Regions from separate parts of the Mus musculus genome. Here region 1 is linked to region 2. The links are chromatin contacts, called in public Hi-C maps. All regions are on one chromosome and are shown on one strand. The core of a region is the stretch at or near the end of the contact, and the rest is flanking DNA. Distances in the headings are between cores, read along the strand shown.

The links. A called contact is a pair of places that touch in the nucleus more often than the background predicts.
Region 1: a Hi-C map of olfactory sensory neurons shows a contact between it and region 2, with 3 times the contacts expected there. The contact joins the promoter of Acad8 here to the enhancer-like site in region 2. A contact is called at or near these places in 1 of 39 promoter capture datasets (hippocampal neurons), 1 of 484 Hi-C or Micro-C datasets (olfactory sensory neurons), 1 of 115 datasets of contacts at active chromatin or transcription factors (neural tube) and 2 of 9 other capture datasets (adipose tissue and pancreatic islet).

The regions. Positions count from the first base shown.
Region 1 is chr9:26,996,276-27,002,728 of GRCm38.p6, reverse strand. Acad8 (acyl-Coenzyme A dehydrogenase family, member 8) reads left to right here and starts at 3,180. Exons shown (of 11, transcript NM_025862.2): 1 at 3,180-3,335. The coding sequence starts at 3,233. Thyn1 (thymocyte nuclear protein 1) reads right to left here and starts at 3,052. Exons shown (of 8, transcript NM_144543.2): 1 at 2,964-3,052; 2 at 2,673-2,778. The coding sequence starts at 2,715.
Region 2 is chr9:26,773,774-26,780,062 of GRCm38.p6, reverse strand. It overlaps Glb1l2 (galactosidase, beta 1-like 2), which reads left to right. Exons shown (of 19, transcript NM_001310768.1): 7 at 1,963-2,044; 8 at 6,020-6,090. Among named protein-coding and RNA genes, the nearest start is that of Glb1l2, 30 kb to the left of the region's middle. Within about 2 kb of position 2,107, at least 7 of the 459 cell types and tissues checked have an H3K27ac peak or open chromatin away from gene starts, as enhancers often do. A contact at or near this core is called in olfactory sensory neurons, where this site is marked.

The DNA.
Region 1 (6,453 bases), core at 1,931-4,430, 220 kb before region 2:
ATTTCCGAGTTTAAGGCCAGCCTGGTCTACAGAGTGAGTTCCAGGACAGCCAGGGCTATACAGAGAAAAACCCTGTCTCGAAAACAAAAAAAAAAAAAAAAAGCTGCTGGGTGATAGTGCTGCACGCCTTCAATCCCAGCACTTAGGAGGCAGAGGCAGGCATGTCTCGTTGAGTTTGAGTCCAGCCTAGTCTACAGAGCGAATTCTAAGATAGCCTGAGCTACACAGAGAAATCCTATCCCAAAAACCTAATCAACCAACCAAAAAACAAGATTTACTTAAAAAAGGTTTGTTTGCATTCTGTACATTTATGAAATTGTAAAATTTAATTAATAAAAGAGAACACATTTTTAAAGGATGTCTTCTAGATTACTCAGCGAGACAAAGGGACCCTTGTAGAGTTAAGATCAGAATACCGGTAGTAATAAGTGTGCCCCACCTCACTTCTGTGCCTTTAGTAAGGCTATTCTTTCCAATGAGGAAATGAAGTACTATTTGAAATTGCTTCAATGATTATTTCACACAACTAGGACTTAGAAAATAAGTCTTATCATAAATGTTTAGAAAAACTAACCATTATAATCATTATCAAGTGAAGCTTGAAAGAAGTTTAATCAGGACCATGTAGACGTGGCTTAAAAAAAAAACCCACCTAGATTTTTCTTTGCTCCAATGGTGGGGCCTGAGCCCATTGTTTTACCTATGCTAGACTGGGCTCAAATTCTGCTTCCCTCTGGAGGCCTCCTCTTCCCTGCTGTCACAAAGCTATCTTCAGGACCTTTCACTCATACAGGTTTGCGGATTCCCTCAGAGGAGGAGCTGGATCTTATCTTCACTGTTCTCATCTTTTAGTCAATTAATTGCCTTTTTCTATTAAATTCTAACTGACATAGAAATCAAGAATTGTATGAATTTACTAGGCACCAGCTGCCATACAGTGTTTCCACACATGTACACGTTAATACTCAATCTGTCTGAATATACTTCCTGAAGCATCGATTTATATTGAGATAGGGTCTCAGAACCCTGTAGCCCAGGCTGGCCTCCCATTTGCAGCCACCCTCTTGCCTCAGCCCCCTAAGCATTAGGATTACAGGTAGGAACCATCACACCTTTTTATTTGTTATAGAGCTGTGAGTCTCCTGTTATTGACCAGGCTGGCCTAGGACACATGAATATCTTGATGATAGATATGAACTGTCATATTTGGCTCTACTGTACCTACTTCTCTGAAATGTACACTGCACTGCCTTTACCAGCAGGACATACTGCTGCCTCCAACAGCCTGAGTTTAACTCACAACCTGGGGTTCTTAAACCACAGGAAAAAATTTCAAAGAGAATGAAGCCAAATTAGAGTTTAAGATTTTAAGCCGGGCGTGTTGGCTCATGGCAGAACTTTAGAGCCTGAGACTCCTTGGAGCCTTGCTACAAATTCAAGGCCAGACTAGGCTACAGGCTCACAACAGGAAAGGGGCTTAACATAAAATTGAGCAAGCATTAAGAGGCCAGACATTGTGTCAGTAGGTAAAGGCACTTCCAAGCCAAAAGACCTGACTTTATCCCCTCAGGCACATATGATAAAAGAATCCCCTCCACGGCACCAGCATCAGGGCCAGGGCACACACATGTAAAACCTGATAAAACACAAGATAAGGACCACAGAGAAGCCCTAGAGCATTAGGCTTGTAAGCATAGCTGCAATAAGTTTCTTAACAGCTATGTCTAGCATTTTGGTAGCCTCTGAAGTCACATTGTTCAGGAAATTTAAGGGTAAGTCTAAATGGTTTTGGTGATGTAAGAAACCTATAACCAAAGCACTTGGGAGTGGGGACAGAAAGATCAGGAATTCAGGTCATCCTCAGATGCTTAGCAATTCCAAATTGACAGGCTGATAAGATAAAGACCTAGGAAAAGAAAACTGTGTGTGTGAAAGGTGGGGTCTCCTGTGGTCCAGGCTGGCCTCAAACTCTACACGTAGTCAAGGAAGATCTTGAATCCTGATCTCCCTCTGATTTCTAGCTTTCAGCTTTTTTACATTTCACATGAAATCATGCATGCCTTTCTGTGCCTGGCTTATTGCATTCAATGATAAAAGCAAAGGGTTGGCGAGGTGGCTTAGTTGGAAAAGGCATTTTTTTTTTTTTTTCAAAGCCTAAGGACCTGAGTTCAATCCCTGAGATTCGCACAGTGGAATCGGGGGATTGATTCCTTCAAGTTATCCTCTGATCAGTGTGTGTGTGTGTTCCCACATACTGTACAAAAGTAAATAAATGTAATTTTTAAAGAAGTCTCTTTTCACCTATGCTGTCAAGGTTACACACACACACACACACACACACACACACACACTTTGGAGAGAGGGCCCTGCTTATGTAGTACTCATGTAGTACCAGGCTGGTCTTAAACCCAAGGCAATTCTACAGCCTCAGTCTCCCACATGCGTGGGCCACCACAGTTCCGTATATGTATGCAGTGCTTCATTGCACTATTCTTTGATTGGACAAATAAGTGGAAGGGACTGAAAGTGGAAGTTCTGGCAGAAAGAGTAAAGAAGACGATAAGCAACAACCCCCAAAGTCTCCAAACCAGGGAGTGGAAAAAGGAAATAAAGCACGCCCTACAAGACCACGTTCTTTACCTGCTGCCTTTTGCAGCGTCGGTTCAACTCACCTGGACCAGCAGTCCCAGTCTGCCTCTTGCGGGGTCTCGGCATGGCCTCTCTGTAGGAGGCTGAAGCTAACCGGACGGGTAAGAAACAGCTCTTGTCTTCTAAAACCTGCATGGTGCAAGATGGAGGCAAGAAAGCATACAGGGCCTGGGACTTATGAAGAAAAGTCATGATTAAACCATTCTAATCCCTCTCTCGTTATCTGCGCCCTTTCCTTCTCTCCTAATCTACCTCTAAACTCTCCTGAGTCCCTCCCTAATTCGGCTTTACCCACCACCATTCATTCAACGCACCACCCAAACGCCTTGAAGCACTGCCAGGCTAATCTTCTGGGAGCCTTGAGGCGACTGGCGTGCCCGGACAGGCTTAGTAGAAGACGCGTCTCAGAGGCGCCGCCCCCACGATCTCTGGGAACTGTAGTTTCAGAACGCCAGTAGTCCTATTGGAGCCCGCGCTTCAAGGGCTTAATGGACTACAACTCCCAGAGTATCAGGGGGGCGGGGCGGGAACGGCTAGTTCTGGCCTGGGCTAAGAGGCCTGGGGTCTGAGATTCGAAGTTTACATGGCGATGTTGCGGTCCGGATACAGGCGCTTTGGCTGTCTGCGCGCGGCACTCAAGTCCCTGGCTCAGACCCACCACCGGAGCATCACCTTCTGCATCGATCGTAAGGCTCATCTAGGCGAGGGGAGAGTGGGTCTTCGGTGGGCATCTGTGCCCGCCCGAGTTCCCAGCGCTTTGGTGGCTCTCGGGCTTCGCCTGACACCGATCCCTCTCGGGTCCCTTGACGGACTCACTTCATCCTCTGACTCTGCCCGTCTGGGACCCACTTCTCTCTCCCCGACCAGTCCTGTTTCACGAACTGGCTTCCTCCCATAACTCAGGATCTACTCTCGGGACCAGCTCTTAATGGTCCCTGTGACCAGCGCTCAGTCCAGTCCAGTTGCCTGTCCCCCGACCCCGCCAATGCTTTTCAAAGACGAAGGAACGTGTGACTTTGGCAATAGATTTCCAAGGTAGAAAGAGCTAAGTATATGAGCGCTGGTAGAGATAGTTGAAAAGCTCCAGGTTATACCGTATGTTTTGCTCACAAGTATAGATTTCGTAAAAACACTCATACTGTAGAAACTGCTGCAGGAAAAAGAAAGATAACCGCAATTGAGAAACCCTATCTGAGATTACAAACTGATTGTTTAAAAACCTGGCAGAAAACTTGCATGTAACTGGGAGTGTTTGCCACCCATGCAAACCAAGCCAAATATTTAGATTTGTCAATCACTTTAAATACCAAACTAAAAACCAGAACCACCTTTTCTTCTGAAACAGTTTTTAAAATAATTCTAAATTTTATTTTAAATAAGAATCTATTATTTATGGCCTTATGGCTTTGAAAATTGAGAACAGAGTTATAAAGTACATGGAGGCATAGACTGGTTTTTTGTTTGTTTGTTTTTGTTTTGTTTTTTGTAGAAAACCAGTTTTAAGAGTTACTGCCCTACTTAGGCACCTAAAATTGGGTAAACAAAGTAGCGTGGTTTGGTACTAAAGTTAGGAAAGAGTCTGTCCCAGTAACAGATTTACGTTATTGATTGTTGTTTTGACCTGGGCAACTAAGATGTGTGAGACAGGCTTTATTTGTGCAACTGTGACACTTCTGGAGCTAGCTTTGTAGACCAGGCTGGCCTTAAACTCAGGAGAGATCACTGGTGCCTATCTCCCAAGCCTTGGCTGTACCACCAGAGTTCAGCTTGCTCTCTTTCACTGTTTTTAACGAAGTGTTGGAGTTGGGGATCTAGCTCAGTCAGCTTGAATGCTTGCCTAATGTTTTCATTCATGCAGCCCTGGGTTCCAACCCCAGTATTGACTCGGCCTGCCAGACCTGCCATGGCATATGACTCTAATTCCAGCACTTGTGATGAGGAGGCTGGAGGATCAGGGTCCAGCCTCAAGTTACATACAAAGATGAAGGCCAACCTGGACTACATGAGATCCTGTCTTAACAACAAAAAATTATTTTTGAGTTGTTCAAGATACTTTTCTACTTGTAGATTTGTGTGCCACGATAGTGGGTGGGCTGGGGTGCTTAGCTGTGTAGTAAGCATTCATTGGGGGTTTCTTACCCACCTTAGGTCATTTAGTTCCCAAATAAATGACACGAGACCTTAATAAATATTATGGCCATAGGTTTTCTTCCTTTCTCTCCTGGCTCCCTCTCTCCCCCTCTTCATCTGTGCCTCAAACACCAACCCTGGGAACCCTGGGAACTGAAGCTCCGCCTACCTCTCTTCTACCCAGCTATAGGCTGTAGACATCTTTATTCAACCAATAGCTTTAAATTAAGGTGCAAGGTTTGCACAACAAAAGCTGGCATAGGTGAGAGAATTCTCTTGAGGCAACGTGACCTTGGGATACATAATTTAGCATTGCAGCATTGGAGGCCAGGAGTCACCCTACAAACCACACAAACACCAATCCCAGCCAGACAGGGATAGATTATTGAACACACATGTAAAGACTGATTGATTAGGGCAAGAGCTGAAAGCTGCATTCTTGTGCATTGTCCAGGGTCACTTTATGGGGGGGGGGGGTGGACAATAACAAACTAAGCAGATGCAGGTGCAGGGTGGTTGGCCTTTTCTCAAGGTTTTTAGTACTTTAGACAATAATCTTGACTAACCTTTATCTGGCTTGGCTCTGAATGAAGGCTACAGTTGGTAAATCTAGCGTGGCTCTGAGTGAAGACCATGGCTAGAGACTTCCCCAAAAGAGTCCTAAGTCTCTGTGGTAGTTTGAATACACTAGGCCAATGGGAGGTGCTACTGGTAGAAGGTGTGGCCTTATTGAAGGAAGTGTTCTAGCTCCACCCAGTGTGGAAGAGTCAGTCTTTTCCTTGTTGCCTTTAGAGCAAGAAGTAGAACTCTTAGCTCCGTCTCCAACACCTTGTCTGCATGGACACTGCCATGCTTCCCGCCATGATGATAATGAACTAAACCTCTGAAACAAATGCAATGTTACCTCTTAAATGAGTTGTCTTGGCTTCACAGCAATAAAACCCTAAGACAGTCTCATAAAAGGATATGTGGTCAGCCTGACCTTGCTGTGAGCCAAACTATTTTTCTGTATCTATAGTCAGGCTGTTTTTTCTCTTTTTTCTTTTTCTTTCTTTTCTTTTCTTTTCTTCTTATACCAGCAATATGAGATGGCTGACAGTCCTGAAGCAGAATGGCTACAATTATGCCAGGAAAGTAATGCCAGGGAAGCAGGTTTCTACAACAGTACACAGCAACAGACCAAATCTCAGGATTTAGTGGTGGCTCACTTGAGCCTATGCAAGGTTCTAGATTTAATCTCAGCACTACAAAACTGATTGATGACTACTACCCACAGCTATAAATTGTTTTGTTGGTTTGTTTTGATTTTTTTGTTGGGGATTTTTTTTTTTTTTTATTGTCTCACTTGGTAGTTCAAGCTGGCCTGGAACTTTGTAGTTCTCGATATACTTATTTTAAACTTGAAGCATGAGCCACATGTCTGGCTGCTCATTGCATATTTTAAGGTTAAATAATTTAAGAGATGCAGCCTCACTTCATAGTGGGCTGTAACACTAAATTTAGAAAAGTCACCGAGTCTCTGAAATAATTATTTTATGTTTTAATTTTTTAATCATTATTTTTTTTAGATAGGGTCTCTCTACACAGCTGTCCTGGAACTCAGTATGTAGACCAGGCTGGCCTCAAACACAGGTCCTCCTGTCTCCTGCCTCTGTCCCCACGTGCTGGAATTAG
Region 2 (6,289 bases), core at 858-3,357:
CCTGCGTCTTTTGAATCATGTAAAGTCAGGTGGCCTGGCACTGCTGTAGGTATACAATAAATTATCAATGAATGACTCTGATAGTCATTGGCATTGGCTTCAGTGTACCCTGGAGAGCTGGCCATGGTGTGACTGGGAAGTAGGAAATGGACTGTGGATCTGTATGACTAAAGGCCTATGACTTTGGCTCAGGTGCTCTGGACAGCAGGTGTCTACTGCTTTTAGCCCCAGTTTAACTTTCCATCTAGAAATCACTTTTCTTTTGTACAGACTGGAGACTGAAACTCAGGTGTTCCAACCTCTAGTGTCAGACTCCCTGCCCCCTCCTTCTTACTTGAGGAGAGCTCTCAGCAGGGTACCAGCTGTCTAGGAAGGGTGGCATTCCTCCAGCTGGAAAGGGGCAGTCAGTCCTTGTCCACATTCTGGATCGAGCACGTGTCTAATTTCCTTGTTTTGAGTCGCCTAGAAAAAGCCAGGCCTAGACTCCAGAGCTTCTCTTGCTGCAGGCCTCCCTCTGTCAGACTCCCTGGGGTACGGGCGCCTCTCCAGCAGTTGTTTACCAATGATGCAGCTGCAGACAAGAGCTCTGAGGAGCATCAGGAGTAGAGAGTAACTCCCTTGGGGATCTTGTCTATACAGCCTTACTTCCCTGGTGCCCAGAGCTCAGCCTGTGGAGGCTCTTGGGAACGATCCTTTCCTGAACTGCTATGCAACTTCTCCTGGGCATGTCAGCAAGATGTGCAGCCTGCTGGCCTTGAATGACCTTGGGCATGGTCTCCCTCAACTTTCTGAGCCCTACTCTCAGCAAGTGCAAAATGGACACAAAATTGCCCTTTCCTAAGGCTTCTGTGGGAGGGTGTGAGCTCTGTGCTTGGCAGGTGGCTAGCACTTAGGAAATAGAAATTGGCCTTTAAAGGGGAAAAAAAATAATGTCTGTAAAATTTAAGGGTATAGAACATTTAATGTTCTGTGTCAGCGAGTAACTAGTCAGGTAGTTGAAGGAGTTTGGGTCAGGGCTTTTAATAGAGACCTCACCAATATTCCTCATGGATTAAATGCCCCAGTCCCTGCCATCCCTGAGTCTTGAAGCCTTTTTTGTTCTGTCCTCACAGCACATGGGATCTGGCATTTATTGTTACATGTTACCCTTTGGTTTCCAGAGGAATTCCATTGAAATAAATAGTCTTGTCATTGTAAAACCACCTTTGTAGAATGGTTTGAGTCCAGAGTCCCAGGGTGGAGCACATGCGGGTGGACATGTTTTGAGTTCACCTCTTGCATGACCTCTGTAACTGATCATCCTTCACTCAGCCTCTGACGCGTTGTTTGTGCTGTTCACATGTTGGCTATGAAGAGTGAAGGAGACAGTCCAAGTGCTTAGCATCATGGCTAATGTTCTCATGCTATCAGCTATTCCGAGTGGCAGCAATCCTCCTGCTCCGCCAGCAGTGGGCTTTATGCCCTCCAAGAAGTGCTTCCAGTTCTTCTGGCCATGGGCAGTACTCCACAGGCATGGCCCTGAGGTGTGCTCTCGCCATTAATCAAGCTCATACTGGCTCAGAGTGCAGAAGAGACTGGCTGCTTGTTCATGCTGTGGATGAAAGGGAAAGTATAGTGTTCTCCTGGCGAGACCTGACCTTCTCGATGGAGTTCCTTAGTCAATCGCATGGCATCTACCCTCCCTGAGCCAGCCTCGGAATAAGCTTATGTGTAGCCTCAAACTGATCAGCCCTACAGAAGTGACCAAGGCCTGCCAGATCTCAGCAGGCTTGTCCTCTGTCACACTTGGAAAGCAAGCAGTTATTGGAACTTGGTTGAATATCATGGGTGTAGATAACATGCAGAGTACTTTGACTAGATTTTTCTCTCTTGCTCTGTAGACAAACTCGGCTTTGGCAGTGACCCTGCAGGAACTCCGAGCCATGAGAACAGGTTATAACTTGTCTTTTATCCCCCAAACAGGCTTTGGAAGACAGAGGCATCATTGAGATGCTCCTGACCTCGGACAACAAAGATGGCCTGGAAAAGGGAGTCGTTGATGGAGGTACCTGGAGGAGGCTGCCTGCTTACAACTCCCTGGGCTGAGATGTAAACAGCGGTTTCTTTGGTGCCTGTGTTGTATAGCAAGGGGATTGGCCCTCTGGGTTGTAGGCGTAATAGGGTGCACGGCATCCCCATGGCCCTTTTCTTTTTAGCAAATGCCTTATCAGCCAGTTTATTGGAAAATTGCAGCTCCATTTCCCTTCAAGTGCACCAAACCTTGCGGTTTTTCTGAGCCCTGTCCAGCCGGACACAGCAGCCACTGGGCACATCCTTTTGCTTTTACCTTTTTTTAAAATTTAAATTTAATGCTTTTAAACGTATTTACTTTACATCTCACTCACTGCCCCCCTCCTGGTCACCCCTCCCACAATCCTTCCCTGTCCTCCCTCTCCTTCTCCTCTGGGCAGCCCCCCCCCCCCAAACCCCCCATCTTGGCACTTCAAGTCTCTTCTAGGCTAGGTGCTTCCTGCCTTTAAAATATATCCGGAAATTGGATGTGGTTCGCTACCTTACTGTTACCATCTTTCCCACCTGCGAGGCTGCAGTGTTCCCACCGACTTCTCTCTTCACTGACCCCTCCAGCAGCATTTTCTCAATGCAGCAATCTCTGCCCGCCATTGAGAATGTAACCCTGGCGTTGGGCTGGGGCACACGCCAACCTAGCGCTAGGGAAGGGTGTCAGGAGGGCTGTGAGTTTGAGGCCAGCCTGGGTTACATAGTTCCAGGCCAGCCAAGACTACATAGCAACGCCGTGTGCCTAACAGTTAAGGGAACAGCCTAGATCATCTTGATCTACTGCTTGGCTTCCCTTGCTCCATTGAGACAAGAGAGATGCACACACTCTGAGAAAGGCCACACTGGCTCCTCACACAGCAGCAACCCCTGCACGCCCCTTCACTCTTCCCTCCCACAGGCACCCCCCCACCCCTGCCTGCTCCCATAGCCCTACACATGACCCCGAGTACTCCCTGGCAGCATGCCTCAGTCTCCACACACACGTGACCGACTGAGTTCCCCTCCAGGTGCCTCCTGTTTCCCACTCTGTTCCACCCTCCTGGCTCCCATTCCTCAAGTACATGGAATGCCCTGGGATTCGGTGACTCTGTACGCCTTTAGGGAGTCTGCACTGGCTTCCTCTCTGGTGGTCCTTGCAGTGAGGCTTTCTCTGAACACCCTGCTAGAATATCCTTGAAAGGCTCAGCCCACTCTTCTGGCTCCATTTTCCCTTTTAACCTATGGAATGGCTCATTTCATTGACCGCTCTATCTCACAGCAGCAGTGAGCTGCATGGGCCTTGGGCTGTCTCAGATGGCCTGTGCTTGAACGTGCGCTCATCTGCAGCTGGCGCCCAGGGAGACTGAGCCCTCCTGTAAGTCCCACTGTGAGTCTTTCTGGGGGCCATGCTTCTCTGACAGCACCTCCTTGTGTCTGATTTGTTTGTTTTGTGTTTCCTTCTCTAGACTGACCTGTTCATAGATGGGGCTTTTATCTTGATATCCCTTTCACAGTATGTGGCTTGGTTACCTCTGGGAATGACTTGATGGGTAGATGGAGAGGAGAAGGCTCTTATTTACAGCAAGCAGAGTACATGAAAAGACATTGGTTCTCCTTGGAGGTGACAAAGATCAGTAGTGATTCCTGTTATTTCCACAAGGTGGCAGCGTCTACTTATGTTTATTACCAAGGCCCAGATGAAGGGACTATGTGGCATGAGGCAGTCTACAAAGGCCTTAGAAGATGCTCTGTCCCTTTGCACCTGTCCTCCCCTGAAGGCTCAAATCCTTGGGCCACTGAGGCCACTGCTGCCTAAAATGATGTGTTTTTTTTTTTTAATTTAAAAAGTTAAAACATTCACTCACATGGCCTATCAGTACAATAATAATAATAATACGTATCAAGAAATACACCTTCCTCCTCATCCAGAGCCCCAGAAACAGCTACCTCAAACTGTAACCTTTTCCTCCAGCTCAAACCTCCCTGTTTGTATATACAAGTTGTACATGCAGCTCAACCTTCTATTGTTTTAGGAGTCTGAAGCTGCCTTCTGGTGCTGATGGGCATGGTTGGGATTCCCCTGGTCACACACACCTTCCCTGTCTCGCTAGTACAGTTCAGTGCTGATGTGCACTTTGGCTGCAGGCCTACTGGGTGGGGCGTGCTGCTGTGCAGCATGAGAATCAGGCAGCCAGTCTCACCTTGAGTAGATGAATGATCCCATCTGATTTTCTTGTCATCTCAGGTACCCCCCCACCCCCCACTCCCCACCCCCAAATCCCCATCCCTGACTTCTCTTTTCTTGCTTTGTCCTGTCTGTTCTCAAACTCATGACCCCTTTGCCCTGGTCCCCAGAGTGATGGCATGCTGGGACTCTGAGCATGTACCATACAGGGAGCCCATCCTCACTTCTGTCCCCAGCCTTATCTCTCCCCCTCTCTCTTAGCAAATCTCATAACAGAGGCCTCCCAAGCTCCCATCCTGTGCCTCCTTTGTTTCTAAACACCTCATCTGTTTCTTTTATTAGTTCTGCTTGCCCCGACTTCCTGTTACTATTCTTTCCAGTGTTTGAAGGGAGATGGAGCTCTGAAGATTGGTAGAGGAGGTGAACAGGCACCCTTCCCTGTGGCGATAATGGAGCTATGAGAATTGTTAATATAAGGAAACTCACATCAGTGTCTAGAAATGCCATTTTTACTGCCTCAGGCTTCTTGCACAGATGTTGGAGGAACAGATTGTGCACCTCCCCCCGACCCCGTGTTCATGGATTCCCTCCATCTTTCCCTCTACTTCTCACCTCTATGCTCCTAGAGGATTGTTTTCTGAGAGCATGTGAACCACACTGAAGGAATGGGCTCTGGGGCAAAGGAAGCTTGACAGCAGGGCTGGGAGGATGCCTGTGGATGGAGGGGGCCCCCTTCAGAGTGGAGGAAGGACTTACTTGGGATCTGGTAGAAAGCACCAAATCTACCCTGCTGGCCCCTGCTGGCCCTGATGGATTTCACTTCCCCAGGGTTCCCTCAGCACGCTGCCTTTGCTCACACCTCTTCTGCATCTTACTTCTTAGCTCTTGAATTTGATGAGGTGTCAGGATGACATGACAGCTGTCTGTGTTCAGCTAGCTCTGTGCATTGGGTTGGCTTTGAGCTGCAGGGTCTTCCCCTGTGGGTTCCCGTAGGACAGTGACATCATAGGCTCGGTGTGAAGGAGCCTGAGTTTGCAACCCTACTCTGCCACTCACCGATTGAGGACCATGAGGGAAGTTTCAGAGCCTTAGCTTTGTTTTCTTCACTGGTGAGCATGGCCTGCGATCCCAGGTAATAGCTGGGGCTGGCCATCCTGCCTTAGTTGCTCTTAAGCTCATTCATCTGACACTGGCCATTCAAGTGGACAGTGAGCAGGCAAGGGTCCTTGGAATCAAGTTCTGTAGCTGGCTGTGGCTGTGGCAGGGTCATGGCCATCAGCCATCAGTAGCATTTTTCTTGAGCATGTATTTTACTTATGAGAAACTGTCTGAAATACGGTTAAAATTTTAAAATAAATACATTATGGGACAGTAGACAGTGAGTCCTTACCAGGAACTGTGATGTGAGCCTTCATTGACACCATTGTTGCTATTGGTGTACAAAGGCTTTGCCTTTGCACTGGGGGTACAGTGTAGAGATCAGGCGCTGGTTCCCATGACCATAGTTCAGATAAGACTTTCCTTTGACTGCAAAAATCACAACCAGTAAAAATCAGATGTTGAGTTTCTGGCTTTGACCTGTGTTGAATGGTGGAGTTTCTAAGAATAACAATATAGGCAAGTCTTTTGGCATCACCGGAGCTAATTTTTAATGGGAGGTGGGAAAGAATGTCTACACTAGCTGGGTTCTTTTTTTTTTTTTTTTTTTATGCTGTTGGATTGAAGGTTTGGGTAATCCGGAAATTCTTTGGGACTCCAAGACTATGGTTTGTTTTTCCTTTTCCGCTGCCTTCCTAGTGCTGGCCACCATCAACTTACAGTCGCAACAGGAGCTGATGGCACTAAACACTGTTCTCTTATCTATACAGGTAGGTCTGGCCCAGGGGATGCTGGGATATTCTAACTTGAGGAGAGGGATTCCCTATGCCTGAATTGTGCCAAGAGAGCTGTGATGGTGGAGAGGATTCTTAGCAATCTCAGTCGCTTGGTTCATCCACAGTGCTTCACGGACGGGAGAGAAGCAGCTTAGAAACCCTGCTCTAAAGTTTGCTGTGTAGACTAACACCA